2 separate regions of the Anser cygnoides genome follow, and region 2 is linked to region 1. A link is a contact called in public Hi-C data. All regions are on one chromosome and are shown on one strand. The core of a region is the stretch at or near the end of the contact, and the rest is flanking DNA. Distances in the headings are between cores, read along the strand shown. Region 1 has its middle 160 kb from the start of FGFR3. Region 2 holds the start of FGFR3 (fibroblast growth factor receptor 3).

The links. Hi-C and Micro-C count contacts between places; a contact is called where the count stands out from the background.
Region 2: a contact with region 1 is called in a Hi-C map of fetal liver, with 1.9 times the contacts expected there. The contact joins the promoter of FGFR3 here to the enhancer-like site in region 1. A contact is called at or near these places in 2 of 7 Hi-C or Micro-C datasets (fetal liver and liver).

Annotation. Positions count from the first base shown.
Region 1 is chr4:8,278,247-8,284,121 of Taihu_goose_T2T_genome, forward strand. No RefSeq gene overlaps it. Among named protein-coding and RNA genes, the nearest start is that of FGFR3, 160 kb to the right of the region's middle. Within about 2 kb of position 2,500, at least 1 of the 3 cell types and tissues checked has open chromatin away from gene starts, as enhancers often do. A contact at or near this core is called in fetal liver, where this site is marked.
Region 2 is chr4:8,437,452-8,443,326 of Taihu_goose_T2T_genome, forward strand. FGFR3 (fibroblast growth factor receptor 3) reads left to right here and starts at 2,326. Exons shown (of 18, transcript XM_066995590.1): 1 at 2,326-2,476; 2 at 3,376-3,611. The coding sequence starts at 3,425.

The DNA.
Region 1 (5,875 bases), core at 1,250-3,749:
TTTGTGTGTTGCAAAGTGCTGAAATCCAAGTAGGAGCCTAGAAGCAAGCCACCATGTGTTTGGTGTGAACAGCCAGAAAGGAGAGCCCTGGAGCAAACGAAACCAAGAGAATACATGCCTTTTTTTTTTTTTTTTTTTTTTTTTTTTTTGTCATGGGTGGATTACTTGGTGCCTTCTGATGCTGTTCTGTGCTCATTCTTTCTGCTGATTTCGATCTCTGCTGAACTGAGCCTTGGTTTTGGGAATAGCTTGTTATTGCACATCTGCAGAAATATTGCACAATATTAACTTTCAGCAGCCTTGGGCCGGCATGCCCTTTGTGCGGCTGATGCATTCTGCTGGCCTTGAACCACGACTGCAAATAATGAAGCTGTGTTGACTCAGGCTTTATTTCTGATAATTCTGATAAATCTCAGAATAAATCTAACCCCCCACATGCTTTTTTTTTTTTTTTTATTGTTTTTATGCCTAATACTTAAATATTTTCTCAAAATCTTTAGCCAAATCATATCTAAACAAAATGTCTCTGTGCTGTTAAAGGTGTCCCAATCCTGTATGTATTTCTTTGAGACCAGTTAGCAGCTGGGGAGAGCAGTCACAGGTTTATATCATTGTGAAAGGTAGGAAAATTGGTGCATCAGGTATGTTTCAGTGCTTGGCACACAGGTATGTGTCTCACCCTTGCTCTTGTCCTGATTTATTCAGATACTGCTAAAACTGGCACCGCTATCACTTCAAAGCCAGGAAACTTACCCCATCCAGTTCCTACTGAATTCACCTATCTGTATAGCTCTTAGAGAAAAAAAAAAAGGGTATTTCAGCATAAAAACTATGTGGTTATACGATCATGAATGTCTTTTGAAAGGCTGGGAGTCCTTCCTCTCCCTGGGGGGGTCACAGAGTCAGGGCTCGGGTGGGAAGCAGGGACAAACACCCTGAGCTCACACCACCACAGTCACTGCCTAAACTGGGACCAGTCTGACCATTGGCAACCAGTGAGGCTGGGGTGCTCACCCTTTGTCCCTTGGTGTGCTTCGTGGTGGGGACTAAGTCTGCTGAGGCTGCTTTGAAACTGTGCTTTGAATAAGAAACTTTCTACGCAGGTCCCACCAGAACAGATTCAAATTCCTGCCCTCCTTCACCCAGAGCAGCACTTTCATCCCAGATCACTCCAAATTAGGCAGAGAAAGGATTAAATCTGATTCTCTGCATTCCCAGCCAGTAGAGTAGCCTTCAGCATCTGAGCCTGTCTCTATCGGTCTATCCCCAGCCCTTCCTGCTACAAACCAATGTATCTCGGCAAAACATTTCAGCTTTGCCCAAGCTGCCTTTCTGGGAGCGGAGGAGAGGGATGGCTGCAGGCAGCTCTGCTGCAGCTGCTGACTCATGGCAGGACAGATGCTGATACCTTTTGCCCATGTTCTCTATCACCATTACAAAAACCAGGGTGTGAATCAAGCCTGTGCTATTTTGGACTCACTCCATTGCCTGAAATAGGCAGACCTATCCAAGCTTCTCCGGTTTCTTTCCTTCTTTTTCCTTCCCTCCCCATGCAAAGGGCTGTTCCTCCTTCGAGATACAGGAAAATATCCTGAGCCCAGCACAGCTCTGCAGGGCCGTGATTTATACCCAGTGCTGCAGATGCACTTTTTAAAGCAGGCTTAAAAATGACTCCCCTTAATAGAGATTAAATATTGATTACCTAAGTAATAGCTCTGTCTGCAATAGGAAATAGATTTGGAGCAACCCCCACACATCAGCTGCACGTTATCCGAGGAAATATTGTACCAGAGGAAATGTTGAAAGTTTGCAAATTCTGTTCTAAAACCATCCTCATCTTCTATCTTGGTACATACAAATATGTATATAAACATGTATATGACTATATATATATATACACACACACACACAAACTCATCCTTTAACTTCCCCTGGAAATCTAGCTCATTTAACCTCCTGGTGATTACTTAACATTTTCAATCACGCCGTTCCTGCATCTTCCCTTGTTGCTTGGCACACCGCGTGTCCTCACCGGTTTGGAAAGCAAATGGTACAGAAAAGTGGGGCTCGTTGCAGCGTGCCAGCCATGTGACATGAGCGTGCCCCCTGCCAACAGGCTGCATCGTGTGGTGTGGCAATGTCATCGGCGCTGTGTCACGCGAGGATGGGGAGGGACGGGGAGGACGTGGTGTGAGATGACCACAGTGACCACAGAGTGCTGGGGTGCAGCACAGGGAGCCCCGTGGACGTGTTTGCTACGTGGCATCAAAGAGCTGGAAGGAAGCCACCAGGTCCCTGGGGGAGAAGATGTAGGCCCTTTCTTTCTCTCTTCCCCTTTGCTCTTCTCCAGTTCATGGATTTTGGGGTCTCCAGTGTTTCAGTTATTCAGCCAGCTGGCCCTGGGCTCCCATCAGCTCTGCAGCTCTCAGAGCTGCTCAGCCCAGTCCTCATTAGTTTGGCTCCTGCAGACCTGCCAAAGCCAGTGGCTGATCCCTGCTGCAGCAAGCTGACTTTAAAGAGGCGATCTTCTTTGCCAACTATTATTGCAGGACTTTGCTTATCTGCTCAATTTGTTGGGAAAAGATAGCAATTTTCCCTGACCTTTCCCTTCAGAGATAACATCAAAGCAAGGTTAGATGTTAGATAAAGCCCAGGGACATGTGTCCTCCATTCCAGTTTGCAGCAGCATGTCCTGTCAGCAGAGTGCACAGCATCTTTGAAGCACATGAGCATCAGACAGAAATTGGAAAGATGTCTGCAATACCAGCATTGGTCTCGTTACTCTGTTCATCTTTCATGAATCATGAGAGCATAAAAGGCTTTTTCCCTCCTGTAGGACGTCCCCTTTGATTGCTGCTGCAGCCAGCTGAACACCTGTCTGCTGGGAAACTCCAGTATTCATGGAAAATCTCCTCGGTTGGTAACACCGCCTGGCAGTGCAGCAGGACTCCTGCACTTGACAGCACTGTGCATTCCCACCCTAACTCCAGCTTGCCAACAAAGTTAAAGGTGATGCTTTTACCCCATAAACTGCACAGGTGTAATTTTGCTGTACGGTTGATAAGCGTTACATAGGTGTAAATTTCTCAGACACAGTTTTCCTCATATTTATTTATTTATTTAACATCAGAGGCAGATTTCATCATTTAAATGGGGGCAGTCTAGAAGACAGCTGAGACTCTTGTCTCTGCAGAAATTCCCCCCAATAGTTTTCTGATGCCAGGAGTTGTTTGTAAGGGACACCCATTGACGACTTCACTGCAAGATTTCTCAAAGCCCTTTTCTTTCCAAGGATCTACAGGTCTCGGTTTTCAGAGGCTCACTACTAATGAACTCTTTTGTGTCATTCCTAGCAATTAGCATCATCACACTGTCCCTCAGGTGAGTAAGCCATAACATGAAAACAGTTACAAGTAAAACAAAGAAAGGTGGTGTTCAAAGATGAAAAATCTGCTTGGTGCCTGGCTCCATTTCATCCTCCACAGGAACGAGGCATCCAGCTGACACACATCCACAGGCAGGCAACAGTGTGAGAGTCCTGCCAGGAGAAGCTGAATTAAGACTCAAATTGTGTGAGCCAGGCCAGCAGGCTGAAAAATCACTCATTGTGTTGCCAGATGCTTTGGCCTGGGCTGGGGATAGTAACGCAGTCCTTTTTAGCACTTGTCTGAAGCAGGCGATCTGGCAGTGAGGCACCCAGAGCAGTTCAGAAACTGGAGTTGTGTGTCAGCAAGTCCCTGTGAATTTGAGTGGGACCCAGGCTGGAGAAGCAGTTTGTCAAGACCCTGTAGCAAATTCATGTGGCTGCACCAGAAATACTCTTTCTTAGCACTGCTGCACCTTTCCTGAAGACATATAGATAGAGAGAGATGGCAAGAAAAAGGGTGGAGTGATGCAGTTAGCTGGGGGTTAGAAATATCCTTCTGCTTGCAGGGGCTCTGACTGCACCTACAAAACTCTCAGAGTGGTCAGAGATCTCGAAATACCCCTCGGGCTTCTCTTTGTTTTGTTTTAAACAAACGTTTTTGAGATTATTGGTCTAAGTGTAAATGTGATAGCAGCAATTATTGATCCAAGCACATTTTATATTACCAATATTCAGGATATGGGTACCCGGGTCCAGGTGACAGCATACCTTAATCCTACAGGTGTCCTGCAGACACCATGTGGGGAACTGAGACACAGAAGCACAAAGGACTACAGAGCCTGCAAAGTGATGCAAAACCTATGTATGGCCGAGCTTGTACACAGTGAGTATGTTTCCAAAAGCCAGGCACAAGCGTGCGAGCTCAGGATGAAATAACAGCCTTTCAGCTCAACATGCCTGTGCATATGTTGACTCGCTGAGACTCCGGCAGTTTCCTGTGGCATCATTTGTACCAACGTGCATTTCTACTTTGTACATTTTTTTTTTTCACACCCTTCAGAGCCATTTCAGACCTCCTAGAGGAGATCTGAACACGTAAAACGACCACCCTCAGAGCTCCCAGAGCATGTGCTGAGGTCAGTGGTCTCTGAGGGTCTGCAGGAAAACATCCCTGCTCCCAAAGAGATGCATGGCAGCAGTGCACCAAGAGATCCTCCTCTTGGTATCCAGTTCTCTAAAGTGTGTGAAAAACACCCACAATTCAACCTTGATCCAAATTAGCAGGAAAAAGGAAATTCTCTATGGTCAGGTGTCTAAAACTGGTGTTTCATTAACATATTATCTCTGTCCTAGCTCATTAAAAACATGTATTCGTCTTCATTTTATTAATCCTGTCTGTGGCATCACAGCTGGGTTATGAATCTGTCGTCTGATCTGCCTATTTCCTTGCTTTTAATATTTCAAAACCCATCATTAAAAATGAATATAGGCAGAAATTTCAATCTCGGATAATTATCACTAACCATTAATTGGTTTTCAGCTGGCATATTGTGTGCCAGGTGAAACAGACATAAAAGAGATATTCCTTTATCTGTCCTGAAAAGTATACTCACCGGGAAATGTCCTGATATTTTCAGCAGAATCAGGTTTGTCCTGTGTTCCAAGTAATAGCTGCAATATTTAGTTTTCATTTCTACTTAAATTCATGTGAGTATTTTACTAACAGATTTTTCTATGTAAAGAAGGATCTATTGTGAAAAGGTGCTCTACTGAAAAACTAATATTCTCTTAAAGAAAATATATTCATTACAATTTTTTAATCAACCTTTTTATCCTTACAGTAATGTGTTAACTGCTGTTAAAACTGATGAAAAATCTAAAATAAAAAATAGTTAGTTGCATTGTGCATATTTTTTTAACAAGGATTTAGTCAGAGTGAGAACATAGCCTGAAAAGGAAGCTCAGCACCAGCAAGAAATTGAGCTTGCTTGATTTTTTAAAGCACATTTAAATAGTATCAAACACAAGCAAACATAAACCATAAGGAGTGAACAGAAGTTTGTCTTTTCAGAAGTATGAAAATTAATCAGGAGGAGGAAAATTGAAGTTGTGACCAATCCGTAGTTGTCAGGGATGCTTTTTATTCTCATGTGTGTGTATCAGATGCCCTGATTCTCCTTTCATTGACACAGTTGTGAATTGGAAGCAAGTTTTGAGGGAGTTCGCCTGTTACAGCCTCAAGAGACCCGAACAGATTGCACCGACGGATTACAGAACAGATCCTTTTGCACGAGCACTTGTAGAAATTGTCTGAATGTACTTAGCTATGAAGAAATCAGAAATCTAGACTAGGTACTGTGCAACTAGATCCTGTCAAGCATGGAGCACCTGCCTATCCTGGTGCATCTCTCCGAGGGCCACCCAGTGAGTTTCCCGAAGCAAGCAAGACCCAACACAGCAAACGTCTGCAAGGAGACAGTCAGCGTTCAGCAGAAAGCAGCAAAGTGA
Region 2 (5,875 bases), core at 1,076-3,575, 160 kb after region 1:
CATGGAAAGCTTATAAAGGGGAAAAGGAGAACAAACATCAGCAGTGAGAGTACCCCAGCATGCAGGGGAGTGCACGCTCCTAGCTTGAGGTGGAAGAAAAACGCTGGGGCTAAATATACGGCTTATAGTGTAGTAGTCCTAAAAAAATGCAATTGTGTTGTGTAGGATTTACTAGTACACGGGACTTTTTATAGTAAGAAAGTGGCTGAGATGCAGTCCAGAGCCGTCGTTTCCAGCACACAGCACTGCAGCCCGGGCTGCGCTGCGGTGGCCACACAGTGACAAAGCAACACCAGGAAATCTGCGCTTAATCGGGTCTGCGCGTGCTGCCCCGGAGGTTACCCAACGGGAAACCTAAAAATATCCCACTCTGGGGAAAACTGTGAACCTTGAAGTCCTTCGTGCAGGACTATCCCAATCCCTCTTTGATTTCCTGTTGTAAAGGGCTTCCAAATGTTATAAGCCTTTAGTTTTCCTCCAAATGAAAAACAGTTCAAAACCATTAAAGGACTTGATCTGAGATGCGGACCTTCATCTCTCCGCAACATTAGGACTTGCCTGGTTGGGATCGGCCATTTCCATCCTATTACCCTGCTCTAGGGCTATCATGAATGCCTTTGGCTTCACCTGACACAGCGGCACAGTCATAGCATATAAAAACCGCCCTGAATTATCACATTTCGGCTTTAGCTGTGGGCTTAGGAAGCTCCTGATCCTCTTTGCAGCTCCGCTCTTGGAGCTCATAATAGTCACAATAACGGGTGTCGCTCTTACCCTGCCGACTTCACACGAGATCAGAATTTGGCCCTGCTTTTCCGAAAAGTCATCTTCAAAACAACGACGGCAACGACCCCGCGCGCGGTGCTGTCCCCGCTATAATTACGCCGCTGCTGCTGTTTTTATTTTTATCGATTTTCTGGCACCTCCAGCGCAGCAGTTGCGAGAGCAAACATCGTGCAGCTTGACATGCTGCCAAGGCATCTCCGTGACGGTGAAACCACCGCGCTTTCCTTTCCCCGTCTGCTTTTCCCTCCATTGTTTTCATTTGAACCGCTGGTGTCACCGGCGAGGGTCTCCGCTGACATGTAGGGATTTCCTCGCGGCGGCCCCGTCTCAATGCTTCCCCACACAATGCGGCAGTATTGAGATGTCAGAGTCTCCCTGCCCCTGATAAAGGTGTCAGGACGGATCCCAGTCTCAGCAACAACAGCGCCAAGCCCAAAGCTCTCCACGGGGCTGGGAGCGAAACCTCTTCACTCCCCTGGATTTCAGCACAGAGCCGGGACCCAAAAAACCTCAGCTCAGCTCTAACGCGAGCTCTCGGTCTTTTTGGGCCCCTGATGCCAAGCGTTTTCAGCTCCGATAATATTTGCATCTATTTTTGGTGAACGAGCTGCTACGTCAAGGGGATTAAAGCAGAGCTGTGACTTCTCGGCGCGAAGCAGCTCGGGTGGCTCGCTGGCAGTGACTGGTGTGTGTCGCTGTGGCTGGGGGTGTCTGAGATGACCGCAGCACCCAAAATCAGGGCTGCTCAGATACAAGCGACATTTAACCAGGTTTTACTGGAGTAGCCGGTCGGGTTAGAGACAGCAGGCAGGCAGAGCCCAAGGGGGACGCGATTACTCCCATCCATACGAAACCAGCGATGCTGGGTGTTTGGAGGGAGTCCCTGGGAGCGCTGGCAGCACACCGCGGGTTTCGCCATGGGGCACAGCAGGGCAGCCCTGCGGGCACGGTGCCTTTTCCCAGCACCCATCCCGGGGTTAAACCAAAGCCCTGTCCCACCTGGGCCCCCCCTACCACCACCACCCAGTTCACCCAAAGTGCAGCAGCTCCCAAAACACGCTCTTGCTGCTCCAGAAGAAAAAGCCCAAATAACAAAAATTTAAAAAATAAAACATAAAAAGCGTGCCACGACATAGCGCCGGGTCCCACACTCACCCCCTGCCCTCCCCACGTTAACAACCCCCCGCCTTCCCTAAGAGACCACCTCCCCCAGCCTCACATCCCAGGACGGTGGGGGCCGGGGGGGGGGGGGGGGGAAGGCATCTTTTTGGGGCCGGGCTCCCCTCTTTTCGGGGCAGGGCTCCCTTTTGGGGCCGGGCTCCTTTCTGGGGCAGGGCTCCCTTCTGGGGCAGGGCTCCCTTTTGGGGCCGGGCCCCCCCCGCCTTTTTGGGGCCGGGCTCGGAGGGAGGGGAGCGCGGGCGGCGGGCGCGGCCCCCCGCGGCTGCGGGGCGGAGCGGGGGCGGCCGGGGGCGGGCGGCGGGGCCCGGCGGGCGGGGACAGCGCGGCCGCCCCGCTCCGCGCCCGAGCAGCGGCGGGCAGACGCCGGAGCGCCGCGGCGGAGGAGGGAAGGAGGGAGGGAGGGCGGCCGGCACCGCGGCCGGGACCCGGAGGACGAGAAGGAGGAGGAGGAGGAGGAGGAGGCGGCAGCGGCTCCATGCGCGGTGCGCGGCCGGCCGCGGGGCTTGCGCAGGTAGGCGCCGCTCCGTGCTGCGCTCAGCGCCCTGCCCGCCGCCGCCGCGGGAGCGGTGCTTCGCGAGTTTCTGATTCTTTGTCCTAGGGTCCCGCATTTTGTCACTGTTCGTCTTCCTTATCGCTCATTTTGGCGTTATTTCTTTTACTATTTATTTTGTCCTTGCTTTAGCGTTCTTACGTGCTTCGTTATTTATTTTCTTGATCTTAGCTCATCACTCTCATCTTATTATTCTTATTTTCTTGCCTGGTTCATTATTCTTGTTTATTTACTCTTGTATACTTTATGTACTCTTAGTTACTCTCACTCTTGTATACTTTATATGCTCTTGTATACTTTATATGCTCTTGTATACTTTATATGCTCTTACATACTTATGCTCTTACATACTTTATATGCTCTTAATTATTTCATCATCCTTATTTATTTCATTACTTATTTCATTAGCTTTATTTATTCCATTATTATTTATTTCATTACTTATTTCATTAGCTTTATTTATTCCATTATTATTTATTTCATTACTCATTTCATCATTTTTACTTATTTCATTACTCTCATTTCACTATCCTGCTTTATTTCATTACTCTTATTTCATCACTCTCATTTATTTCATTCCCCTTACTATCCCATTACTCTCGTCTCGTTACTTTTACTTGCCCCATTCCCCCTATTTATTCCCTTCCTACTTCTTTCACCGTTTCACCTCTCCCCCCTCCCTTTCTCCCCTGGGGGGGGATGTCGGGGTGTGTGTGCCCGGAGGGGGTTGTGCGTTGGGGTGTGCGTGCATTGGGGCGTGTGTGCCCGGGGGCCGGGATGTCGGGGTGTGTATGTCGGGGTGTTTGTGCCGGGATGGGTTCCGTGCCCCCCCCGAGCTCCCCCCCTGCCTGTCCCCGCAGCGCGGCGGCGGAGCGGAGCGCTGAGCGGCGCCCAGCATGCGGCCGGGGGATGTCTGAGGCGGGAGGCGGCCGAGGGGAGGCAGCGGCGGCCCCGCTCCCCCGGCGCCGCGCCGGAGGCATGGGGGCGGCCTGGGGCTCCGTCTGGTGCCTCTGCCTGGCGGCGGCCGTCGGAGGGCTGCCTTCGGCTCGGCGGAGAGGCGGAGGAGCGGCGGAGAGGAGCGGCGGGCAGCCGGCAGGTAAGGGCTTCGCCTCCCTTGGGCAGGGGGTCGGTGGGCAGAGGTGGGGGGGGGGCGGGCTGAGGGAGGCGAGGAGGTGGCGCAGGGGGTGGCTGCCCCCCCCCCCCCCCAAGTGGCCTGAAAGGGGGGGAAAAAAAGTCACCGAGTCTTAAAAAATTTATATATATCGCCCCCGGTTTGAAACGCCGCCTCTCGCTGATACGCCTCAGCTGCTACCTGAGTCGCTGTTTATTTTTCGAAGCTGTTTAATGGACGGGAGCCCCCTCGCAGCCCCCCGTCTTCCAGCTTGCATGTACCCGGCAGAAAAGTTTCCATTGTTCAACGAAAGGGTTTGAAGCCTGGTTGCCAAAAAAGTGACAGGGGAATAAATGGGCTTCGTGGAGGCTGGGGGTGGGGGCATTACTTTCATACCCCTTTTGGTTAAAGCTATAAATCACACCGGGGGTTGGTTTTGTTTTCAAGAAAGTCCTAATAAAACACCAGATTCTTAGTGTAACTCGTTTGGCTCATTTTTCACAGCCAAAAGAACTGATTTACAGGGCAAACATCTCCGCCACCGTGTCAGGGCGGCTGAGGTGGGCGCGGGCAGCGAGCAGCCCCGTGCCGCTCGCACGGGACCCAGGTGTCACAGCCTGCTGCGGGTCTCAGCATTGGGGCTGTACCAGGGGACCAGGGGGACAACATCCCGTTTGGGACAGCGGGGAGCTCGGCCATGCTTTGGGATTTCCCGCGGAAATCCTCACGATGAGGCTCGCTCGCTGCGGAGTCACTGTCAAAGCCCCCCCAGGAGCCAGGATCGGGCCCCCGAGCGGAGGGCTCCAGGGTCCCCTTGCCGCCCAGCGATGTCCCCAAGGCTGTCCCATGAACCTGAAGCACTGGGGGCTTGCCACGGGCAAAGGGGGCTGAGAGGGCGGGCGCCGCGATGCCACGTGCGCGGGGAAGCGGCGGCCGAGCATCGCCCGGCGCCTCGGCCGGGCAGCGGCACCCGACCCGGGGTGGGAGGGAGAGAGGTTGTGCAAAAGCAACTGTAAAGGATATAAACCTTCCGCGCCAAGCAAAAACACGTTTTGCTTTTCAGCCTTTGAACGGCATGGTAAAAAAGCAAATTCTTTCTCCTGGTCAAATGGGCCATGGGGTATTGGCTCATTACTGAGGGTTGTTGTTCGCTGGGCTTTGCATTTACAGTCTAAGGCCTTATTTTCCATAAAGGGGCTTGGAAGGATTTTTCCCCAGTGATCTAATTCTCCACACGGGGCTGTGAAGGCTATAACAGCTACTGCTTTGTGCCTATACTCAGCTACATAAAACACACATTGAAGGGAGGCATTCTCGAGGTATGTGTATGTTTGCTAATATGAATACTCGCTATTAGCGGAGGTGGAGGGGGTGCAGGTTTTAACATCTCCGCAGGGAGGTGTTCGGCTGTTGGCAGGAAGGAGGCAGATGGCGGGGCTGTTGCTGAATAGAAGCTAAACTAAAAACACCAGGGGCCTCATCTGGGCCGAGTTTCTCTTCTCTCCCTTTCTCGGGGCTGCTGCAGGAAGAACAATGTCAATTTTTTTCCACCCCCCCCTTCTTTTTTTATGAATGAAAGTAGAGAGGCGAGGCAGGATTGAATGTGTATGTCATTCAGGGGCTATGACAGAGATGATTAGGGAGGTCAGTGAACTCCTTTGCAGCCTTGAGCATGCGGTCACTCTATTCAGCAGCCACAGAATAGACATCAATATAAAAAAGCCCGTCCAATTTGCATTAGTATTCAGATAAAGATATTACTCCGTACGATTTGTGAATGTCAAGTAACGCTGGCTGTTTTCTTAGAGAGCAGACCGACTGAAACGGCAGCGTTTCGCTTTTAAAAGCTTCTGATAACTGGCCTGTCTCCTGTAGCTGGTTTGTAAGTGTCTGTCTGCCCACAATATACGTGAAAAAAGGGGAATTTTGGGGCTCCTTAGCATTTGGGAGTTAGCAGCCAGAGCTGTGTATGCGCATTGAAAGAGTTGTACAGAGAGCCAAAAGGGCGGAAGAGGTGCCAATACGGGATTTAGCCGAGCCGGGGCACGTACGGATTCCTGTCACTTCTCTGCTTGGACATGGCAGGAGATGCTCTGGGTTTGGACGATTTGCTTTACGCAGCCGATGGCAGCCGTGCTCTGGTGGCCCGCCAGCTTGTGCCCGGCGGTGGGTGCGAGGTGCACGCTGCATACGGCCTGGCTCTGTGTACCTAAATGTTCCAAAGGTCACCCTGAAATTGCCCTCGTGCT